2 separate regions of the Mus musculus genome follow, and region 2 is linked to region 1. Evidence: chromatin contacts called from public HiChIP or PLAC-seq data. All regions are on one chromosome and are shown on one strand. The core of a region is the stretch at or near the end of the contact, and the rest is flanking DNA. Distances in the headings are between cores, read along the strand shown. Region 1 overlaps Tango2 (transport and golgi organization 2). Region 2 overlaps Gm41429 (a long non-coding RNA gene).

Region 1 (4,783 bases), core at 1,792-4,291:
TGGGGTCATGATCCTACCTAGTACAGTCTCTCTGCTTGTGGCAAGTGGGCTCAGTTCCCCGAATGAAGTCTGCCTACCCTTCTCTGAAAAACTCCAAGAGTCATAAAACTCCTCTGTTTACCCATACTTTGAAGGGAAGATTCTCTTCCCTTTGAGGCCCCATCTGATTGTCTATGGCCATGCTGTTATCTCTAGTCCAGAATTTATCGGTGTTTATCTCTCTCCTTCAGATCTCATGGTGATAAACATGGCAACTATCCCTCCAAATGAAATTCTTCTCTGGACCCAAGGGCCTGCTCTCCCCCCTCAGGACCCTCTCTCCTAACAAAGTTCTTTGAAAGGCTGATCTCATGTCAGCTCCTTCCCACAAACCTTCGTTTTAAGTTGCAACAGCTCTGAACTCGCTATATAGCCAAGACTGACTTGGAACTCCTTTTCCTCCTGCCTTTGAGGCCTGAAATCGCAGGAATATACCACACCTGGCTAAAATTTGCCACCTTTACTACATAAGTTTTGTATCCTGCCTTTTTAAATAACTTTCTTCCTAGCCCAAAGTGAGACCAGACTTGTCTGTTTGGATGATGCAAGGCAGGAGAACAACTGAGCTTCCCAAATGCTTAGCCAATGCCCAGGTGTCTGGTTGAACCATCGGGCCGGTCCCACATTAACACTCCCAAACCCTCAGGCCTGGCAGCATCCCCAGGTTCCAATGATGCAGCAGGTAACCTTCACCCCAGTTTCTGCTCCAGTGTCTAGAGAGCCGGTTTCTTTCCTGGCTATTCATAGATGCTATGGTTTGGCTACATCTCAAACTCAGCCTCACCAACCCCATGGGGCAATGGTGCTAAGTGGTGCTGGGTGCTAAAAGAGTTTGGCTGGAGAGGGGGCTGGAGAGATGGCTCAGTGGTTAAAGGCACTGGGTGGTCTTCCAGAGGACCTGGGTTTGAGACCCAGAACTCACATGACAGCTCAGACTGTATGTAACATGTACAGTAACGCCCTCATCTAGCATTTGAGAGCACTACATGCATGTGGCACACATACATACATGCAGGCAAAACACTCATACACATAAAAATAAATAATAAATTAAAAGAATGTAGGTCTAGAGGGAGGCCCTTAGGTAAATGAGGATGCTGGCTTTGATAAGGCCTAAGGAGGGCTTGCTTGCTTGTGGGCTTTTGAAGAAGCGACTCATTACAAGAGCTGAAAGCACGTGCTCCTGATACTGCCATCTTCTGGATGATGCAGCCAGTGGAAGATGGGGGCTTGCCAGAGTCGGCACCACATCTTATGTATGTTCAATATCTTAGAAGAGGAAAAGGGAGGAGGAAGAGGAAGAGGAGGAGGAGGAGGAGGAGGAGGAGGAGGAAAAGAAAAACAAAGAAAATTGAAACCTGTTTTGCTGTACTGCAGCAGTGAGAACTAAACTAACAGAGTCGTTCTGTACTCGCATGGTAGTCTATATACAGAACTCTACCACTTGGGAGATAAGACAGGAAGATCAGAAGGTCAAGGTTATCTTCAGCCATTTTTCAGTTTAAGGTCATCCTGGAATACAGGAGACCTTAGCTTAAAAAAGGTATCTTCTAGAAGCCTAGCTGGATCATCGATGCTGCAGTGTCTGGGAGAAATGAGGACACGTTAATTAAACACTTGTGCCCCCATTCTGACTCTCTCAGTGGTTAAAAACAAGGCACCCGGGAGCTGGTGAGATGGCTCAGTGGTTAAGAGTGCCGACCGCTCTTCCGAAGGTCCTGAGTTCAAATCCCAGCAACCACATGGTGGCTCACAACCATCCGTAACAGAATCTGATGCCCTCTTCTGAAGTATCTGAAGACAGCTACAGTGTACTTACATATAATAAACAAACAAACAAACAAATAAATCTTTAAAAACAAAACAAAACAAACAAACAAACAAACAAAACAAGGCACCCAAGGAACTGAATTCTCCCAGGGATCTCCAGCTGGACGAAAGCCCAGGGACAACCCAGGGAAACAGTCACCGTGTCAGATGACCTCACGAGAGAGACTAGCCTGGTCAGACAGGCTTAGTGTCCTTGCTGGACTGCTTAGTAACACTTCCTTCCTTCTCTTTAAACTGTTAGGGACCCTCATTGTTAGGGACCCTGCAATGAATGTTAGAGCTGAGAGGCTGCCCCTGTGGAGGGGATCAGCCAGGCTTTACAGGCTACCGAGCACCTTCCCTAAACTGTTAAGGCATGTGCATGTGGCAGCCCTGAGATAAGGCGGAATGCTAGGATTCGTTTCCTAAATCATAACCTTATTCACTGATCCGCTGCGTTCGGAGGCCCTTCTCTAAAGATTACTAACACAAGGACAACTACACAATATTACAGCTTCCCCTGCCAGTGCCTTCAAGGACACGGATCACCTACATCTGTCTCAGAGCACCTGATGGAACAGGCCTTATGGGTAAGCATGGGATGGGCAAGCTACTCGGCCTCTGTCCTTCTTCCCAGTGTGGCCGCAAAGCAGAAACCTTTTACTGCTTTTCACTATTAACTTAGGTCTTTAATTTTTTAAAATTTATTTATTTTATGTATAAGAATCTTATTAATTTATTAGTATAAGTGTCTGTATATATGTCTGTGTACATCATGTATGTCTATGGATAGTTGTGAGCTATCATGTAGGTGCTGGGAACAGAACCTGGATCCTCTGTGAGAACAGCAAGAGCTTTTAACAGCTAAGCCATTTCTCCAAACCTTTCATTTGAATCTTTTAATTAGTTTATTGAGGACAGTGGTGGAACTTGGCTTGTTGGGACAAATGCTGTGGTTCTAAGTCCAAAAATAACACTATCCCTATTAGCCATGCCAGTGTGCCAGTAGACCAAGAAGCAACACAGTAAGGAGGTCCATAGCTTCAAAACCTTATGTTCGTGTGGTGCTGGAGATGGAACCACAGCATCATACATGCCTAAGGTTGCTTACAAGCACTCGATCTACTGCCCTGCCCTGGAGCAGCACACAATGGCAAATAACAAGTCCCTGCCTGGGAGCAGCAACAAGCAGATAGCAGCCAAGAGAGCAAACATCACCGTCTTTTTTGTCAGTGACTCGTCTATTAGTCAGGGTTCTCTAGGATCACCGAACTTATGGAATGTCTTCATAAAGGGAATTTCTTATGATGACTTACAGTCTGTAGTTCAACTACCCCAACAATGGTCAGCTGTAAATGGGAAGTCCAAGAATCTAGTAGTTGCTCAGTCCTACGAGGCTAGTTGTTTCAGCTGGTCTTCTGTAGAAGTAGACTGCAAGAGATGTGCTGGAAGTAAATGCAAGCAAACGAAGAAGAACGAATTTTTCTTTCCAATGTCCTTATGTAGGTCTCCAGCAGAAGGTGTGGCCCAGATTAAAGGTGTGTACCACCATACCTGGATCCAGAACAAATTTTGTCCCAGGCTGACCTTGAACTCAGAGATCTTGCCTTAGTCTCCTGAGATTAAAGGTATGTATTGGGCTGGTGAGATGGCTCAGCCTGTAAGCACTGACTGCTCTTCAGAAGATCCTGAGTTCAAATCCCAGCAACCACATGGTGGCTCACAGCCACCTGTAATGAAATCTGATGCTCTCTTCTGATGCGTCTCAAGTCAGTTACACTGTACCTATGTATAATAATAAATAAATCTTTTAAAAAAATAAAAAGATAAAGGTGTGTACTACCCTATCTGGGCCTAAGATCTAGTGGGCTTTCAGATCCATTCAAGATCTTCATGCCAAGATCCAGGTCAGAAACTTGTGTCTTCCAGCCTCATGATCTGGATCACATGTGAGCCCTCCAATTCTGGACGGTAGCTCATTCCAGATATAGACAACTTGACAACCAGGAATAACCATTACAGACTAGATATAAGCAAGACCTGTCCATGGTGTCAGAAGGCAGACAGAACCATCTGGTCTCAGGGACAGTGTTGTGACAAGAAGAAGCAGATGCCTGGGCGACAGCAGTGGCTTTTGTCTCTGCCTGTGAATGGACTGGCTTCCTAATAGAATCCATCAAGTATGATGCTGAAAACCTGTGTGCCTGCCGTTGGCATGTTTCAAGACAAAGAAAGCTGCCTACTTCCAAAGAGCCCTAGAAGAAAACTCAGAAACCTTGCTCTCCCCATACTGATATATGCAGCAGAAACCAAGAGAGAATGAGCCGATGTCATGGCACAGAACACAGAGGCACAGGGCAGAGCACAAGTGGACTGTCTTATTTACCTGAGCACCGTGCAACATAACCCAGGACCTTGAAAAAAAGCAAGCAGGGTATGTGAACAGAAAGGTGGCAATGTGGGGCACACACAAAGGAACAGGAGTGATGTTTTTCTGACTTCCCAGCTGGAGAGCTAACAATTTGAGACAGTCTATCAGGGGTGTCTGGATCAAGGCTTTGGGCAGAGGCTTTGGGGCTCATGCAATCAGCTGACAACTTCAATGACAAGGAGTAAAAATATCAGTCTGAAAAAGATGGTCAGTGGCCAGGTCCTGCAGCCAAGTCACTGCTGGCTGTAGTAGCTCCTGGGGGTGAAGCTGTTCTTTTGGGCAGGACAAGACAGGAAGAAACTTCCGATGTGATGGGCTGTGATCTGGGCTCCAGGGAGTGCCAGCAGAAGAGGTAAACACATATGGAACACAGTGTCACCATTCCTGAGACCTTGGCTGAGAAATCCCCAGGCAACCAATCAGCTGCAGCACCCTCCTCTCCTCCCATCTTGGCAGCCAGAGCTCTGTAAGCCTATGCTGCTCAATCCAGCTGTTCCACAGCAG
Region 2 (5,214 bases), core at 1,476-3,975, 370 kb after region 1:
CTTTAAATGATGCTTTAAAAGCTGGGCAACACAATGATCCCTTTAATGAAAACTATTGTACTTTTCCTTCCTAGAATTTCTGTCCCCATCCCCACCTCCATCGCCTCCTGCAGACAGCTGTTGGTACAGCTCTCCTGCACAGGGATTTTTCTTTTTCTTTCTTTCTTTCTCTCTCTCTTTCTTTCTTTCTTTTTTTAAACGTGACTTGAATTTTATTTTATTTTTTAAAGCTTACTATTTTTTTCTTTTTCTTTTTTTTAAATTTAAATTTATTTGTAATTCATTTTTTACACTCCATATTCCATTCCCCACCCCTCCCCATCCACCCTCCAACTGCTTCACATTCCATACCTGCTCCCCACCCCACCCCATCACCGCGTGGATGCCCCCACCCCTCACCCCGGGATTTGTTTTCTTTAACTCTGATAAAACTGTTCTCTTTGAATAAGCTTTGCTTGACTTTCCAACTTTGCCCACCTTGTAATTCTTTAGAACACCTAGATGGTAGAGAAGCACACAGCATGGTTCACAAAGCTCCCCAGGGGAACTCTGTGCAGAGCGAAGCTGGGTGTGGTGGTGAAGTCTTTCGTCCCAGTGCTCAGGTGGGATTCTTCGAAGCTGAGGCTAGCCTGGTCTACAGTAGTGATAGTGAGCTCCAGGTAAGAGTCTGATTCAGGCTTATAAGGCGTTCCCTTCCTTTGCAGAGGGGCAGGGGTCGAGAGGCACCGCCCTCCTCTGGGGATTGCTTGGTGCTCCTATGCGTTCCCTCCTGCCCCAGACCCTTAGCTCTTTTGGGTGTATATTTTATTTCATATGATTTTTTTTTCTGTTGTCAACAACAAAAAGAAAGGAAGGAAGGAAGGAAGGAAGATGGTTGATAACCATAATTGCTGGAAATCAGTAAAAGTTTCTGTATGAAAATGTGATTCTGAGAAATTCGCTTCTACAGTTCTGTGAGCATAGGAGAGTGTCTGCAGGTCTTGGGAGGTGCAGAGACATACAGAGCTTGGACAGGGGTGTTGGTGGCACAGAGGCGGGGTGAAGGCTTAGTGTGGGGTTCTGAGCTGTGAGCATTGTGGGGCCTGGCCACCTGCTCTACCCTATTTCTGGGATTTAAGCTTCAGAACTGGGCACAATCTCAACCATTATCCTCTGCTGCAGAATGAAAACCTCCCCAGCCTTGATAAGCAGGAAGGGAGGTCACCTCACCCGCTCTGGGAACCTGCAGCCTCCACCTGCTGAGGGGCTGGCTCTCTGGAGAAGGGAACACATACCACAGGGGACACCCCTTCACTCTCCTGTGCATAAACACCCTCTCCGCTGGAGAGCTGCCTAACTTTTCTATGGGGTTAGCACTTCTGTCTAGTAGGTCGCACTTGGGCTGCTCTGTCTGTCTGTGGATCTTGTCTCTGGTTTCCATGGTTCGTGTAACAAGTGGGACTCTTGAAGTCAAACAGGTGGGAGGTGTTCCTTGACCACGCATGTGTGGGATGCCATCTGCCTGCAGTCCCACTAGCACCCGAGGCTGACCCCAGGCTCACCAGCGTGTGGCTGGTCACTAGCCCGATGGGAACACGGCACAGAGGCAAGTGTGGCGAGTCACTACCTAGGCAGAACGGGAAGGAGCACATGAAACAGGCTGGCATTGAACTTGACAGAGATGGCAGAGATTAAGAAGGCAGGGAGAACAATGGGGGGAAAGCCAGAACCAGGGGTTTGAGGAGAAACTGTAGGGGCTGCTGAGGCAGAGCTTTCCTGAAGGGAAAAAGAACAGTAAGAAAAACAAACTCCATTTCACAGAGGCAACAATAGAACAATCTTGCTTCTTCTGCCCTCAAGTTTATTGGCCTCCAGAGGCTCTGTGCTTCCAAAGATTAGCCTTCCCCTGGGAAATTAGGAAGCAAATATTAGTTCTCCTCTCATGAGGTCATTCCTTGTAGAACGCTTCCTCGGGAGCTCTGCGCTGCTTGGCTTTCGAAGCCCCATGCCCACCCGGAGTTTCAACCTGGAGTCAGGGAAAGGCTTAGAAATTATCTTTGAATCCCAGGAAGACAAAACAGGAATGGCCTCAAGCAGGGCTTCCTTCTGAAACCTGGGGAAATGGCTACTTCTGCCTGGCCTGAATTCAGGGGAACAGTGCACCCCACCTGCTCCGACTGGCAGTTAAGGAGGGCCACATTGAAGGCAGCAGACTCCCAGCTGTGCTGGCGGGACAAAGCCTTGATTTTTTTTTTTTAAATCTCTGATTAGTCATTGTGTATAAGAAATGTTTTGAGTTAAAATAATATACAAGAATTTCCTTAGAAAAGAAAATACACACGCTCATTTTTTGGATCCACTTAACACACTTAGCAAAAGGACATTTGGAACAACATGACACGTCTTAGCTTCGGAGAAGGGTGGGGTGGACTCATGCCATCACAATGGAGATGGATGTGTGGTTTATTGGCCTCTCAGCCACACACAGGTGAGTGACAGGCCACTGTTATTCAACTGTTTAATGCCAGCTTCTCATAAATCAAGGTGACGCCTGAAAAGATTGAGTCTTTAAATCAAACTGCCTTTTCCTATTTCGAATATAATTTGGGCTGTTGCCAAGGACTCTGGGAAACAGAGGACTACAAGTGCCATTTCAACAAGAAACACACCCATTTAGGACCGGATGCAGAGCTCAGGGCTCCGGACCACTTGCCAACAGAGTTTCACAGTCACATGACAGTGACATACTGCTAATGGGGTTAGCAAGTGACTCATGGTCTCATATCTGGAGAATGAAGACTGGGGTGGGTGTTAGCTTCCAGGACCGCCATAACCAACATGCCAGTATGACAGACTGCCCCGTGGGAATGACACACATTTATTTTCTCCCAGTTCTGCACACTGGAAGCCTGAGGTAAATTTGGGCAAGATCAGCTGCTCCTGAGGCCTGGTTGATGGCCGTCTTTCTGTGTTCACATGGGTCTTCCCTCTGTGTGAGTGTACCCTGATCTCTTGTAACCACACCAGTTGTATTGCTCACAGCTGGAGGTAACACAGTGAGAGCACACTCAGAACCTGTTTACTGAGAGGGGCCGGCCGTCTTATCCTCAGGCTTGCCTTGAGGTTTTGATCATTTTGCTCAGCTTGCTGAGTGCTGGGAACACAGGCATGTGCCGCAACGGATGGCTTTATTTTATTTTATTTTTATTATTCTCTTATTTATTTTACTTACAATTCAGAGTCAGGCCCTTATTTGTAGGCTGACCTATATTTCTGTTTCTTTTGTTGTTGTGTTCTTTTCCTGGGATGGCCTCACTGTGTAGCCCCTCTGGCTTTGGATTCATATTTATCTTTTTGCTGCAGCTTCCTATGTTCTGGAGTTACAGGCATGAACCACCATGACCCATTAAGACATAATTCATTTTTAGCTGAGTCAGTTGTGTAAAAGCTGCCCTGCCGGGAATCTGACACTTTAGCATAGAGTGGTGAGTGCTGTGCAGATGAGCTGGTAGAGGACTGTATTTGAGGCAGGAAACTTCCTGCTGATGGAGAAGGTCTGGGGTGGAAGTGGGGACAGTGACAAGCTGGGCAAACAACCCAGGAGATCTGATTCCCTGCAGCTAAGCATGAGGCTGGGTTCAGCGGCTGACTTTCTTCCTCCAGCGCACCTGAATCCTAGGTGTCCCTGGGGGCTTAACTAGTTCCAGGGCCATCTTTGGGGATAGCCCAGTAATGAGTCTTCTTGGCCTACAGGGTGGAGGTTTGTGTGGAGCTGGGTGGAAAGGAGAAGAGCAGAGTAGAGCTCCCTGTGTCTGGGCCTGGTGGTCCCAGGTTCTTGGCATCTTATTCAAGAATGAAAATAAGATGCATGCAGGTTGCAAAGTAGCAAGAATACTTTATCCAAAGCAAAGTAATAACACAGATTATAAAGTCAACACTGTCAAGTGAGGATGCCCAAGGGCCTCGGGTCACTGCCTGGGTTAAACTTCTTATTGAAGTGGAATGTGTGTATAGCTCAGTGCAGACAAGGGTCCTCAGCTACTAACAGGTTGCTAGGTGCATTGTTTGCAGTAGGGTATGCATGCATAGTATGTGCAGGCAAGGGTGTCAGGGTGTCAAATGTATTAGTAGAAGGGCATGCATAAAAGCATAGCTTAAACCAAGTGGAAATTCAGTTACTAAACTACTCCCTATGCTTGATGCCTCAATGTTCAGGAGGGATAAATGGGGGAAGCAGGAGTGGTTTTGCACTGAAAGCCTTGGCAGAGCTTGGATTTCAGTCATGAATGTAAGCATCTGAAAAGGGCCTTGGCCCAGCTCTGTCTTCTCTTCCTATAGTGGTGAGGGGGGAAGGAGCACAGAGCCTGCTGCTCTGACTCCCAAGAACCCAGGGGAGACCACAGCCTCAGATGCACAGGCCCTAGAGAGACCACTTCTCATACATGTTATGACAAAGTTTAATTTAGAAATTGGACTCAGTAAAACCTAACAGCAATAGCTAGCAATAAACTAGAACAATAGTAATAATAAACTGTAATGGAAGTTATATGACTGTGGTCTCTCTCAAAGTTATACCCCCCAATCCCCTGACCTTCTTCTTTCTTCCTGCACATGAGGTCATGCTATGCAGGCCAGGCTGGCTTCAAATTCACAACCCTCCTGACTGTGTTTCCCGGGTACTGGGACTATAGGCATTATTTGTTTGCGTGTATATATACATATACCTGCAATGGCCCAGTGATGAGCACTGCCGTCCACAGCACTCTCTTGCCAGTTTGGGGATTGGCCACATACCAGGCAGTCTAGACAGCACTTTGGGTTGCCACATAGCTCCATCTAAAATGTGTACAGTCTCGGGGACAGGCTGTTCATTGGATGTTCAAGGTGGGTGAGGATATGAGGAGCAGGCAGTGTGACATTTGAGGGGCATGGCTGACCATGCCTCACTTTGCCATCAGTAAGTGCTATGGAGAAGAAAAAGGTGGTACTCATTTGCTGTCTGTCACCCAGCTCACACTCGGGAAACTTTTGTTGCTTCTAGTCCCTCCTGATGTTGGCATTCGGGGCTTTGCTTGCTGTGTCCCACATTGCTAGATCAGCAAAAGATCCTAATTGAAAAGTTGAGCTGGCATGGTGGTACACACCTGTAATCCTAACACTGGGAGAAGGACACAGGGGAATTAGAAGTTCAAGGTCCTCCTTGGCTACATAACAAGTGCGAACGTTAGATACTGG

The links. HiChIP or PLAC-seq counts read pairs in DNA pulled down with a chosen protein or histone mark.
Region 2: a contact with region 1 is called in an HNF4G HiChIP or PLAC-seq map of pancreatic cancer cells. The contact joins two enhancer-like sites. A contact is called at or near these places in 1 of 39 promoter capture datasets (cranial neural crest), 1 of 115 datasets of contacts at active chromatin or transcription factors (pancreatic cancer cells) and 1 of 9 other capture datasets (pancreatic islet).

Annotation. Positions count from the first base shown.
Region 1 is chr16:18,335,445-18,340,227 of GRCm38.p6, forward strand. All of the region lies in intron 1 of Tango2 (transport and golgi organization 2), which reads right to left. Among named protein-coding and RNA genes, the nearest start is that of Tango2, 6.1 kb to the right of the region's middle. Within about 2 kb of position 3,042, at least 10 of the 459 cell types and tissues checked have an H3K27ac peak or open chromatin away from gene starts, as enhancers often do. A contact at or near this core is called in pancreatic cancer cells, where this site is marked.
Region 2 is chr16:18,702,801-18,708,014 of GRCm38.p6, forward strand. The region is part of intron 1 of Gm41429 (a long non-coding RNA gene); the gene reads left to right. Among named protein-coding and RNA genes, the nearest start is that of Gm41429, 8.7 kb to the left of the region's middle. Within about 2 kb of position 2,726, at least 63 of the 459 cell types and tissues checked have an H3K27ac peak or open chromatin away from gene starts, as enhancers often do. A contact at or near this core is called in pancreatic cancer cells, where this site is marked.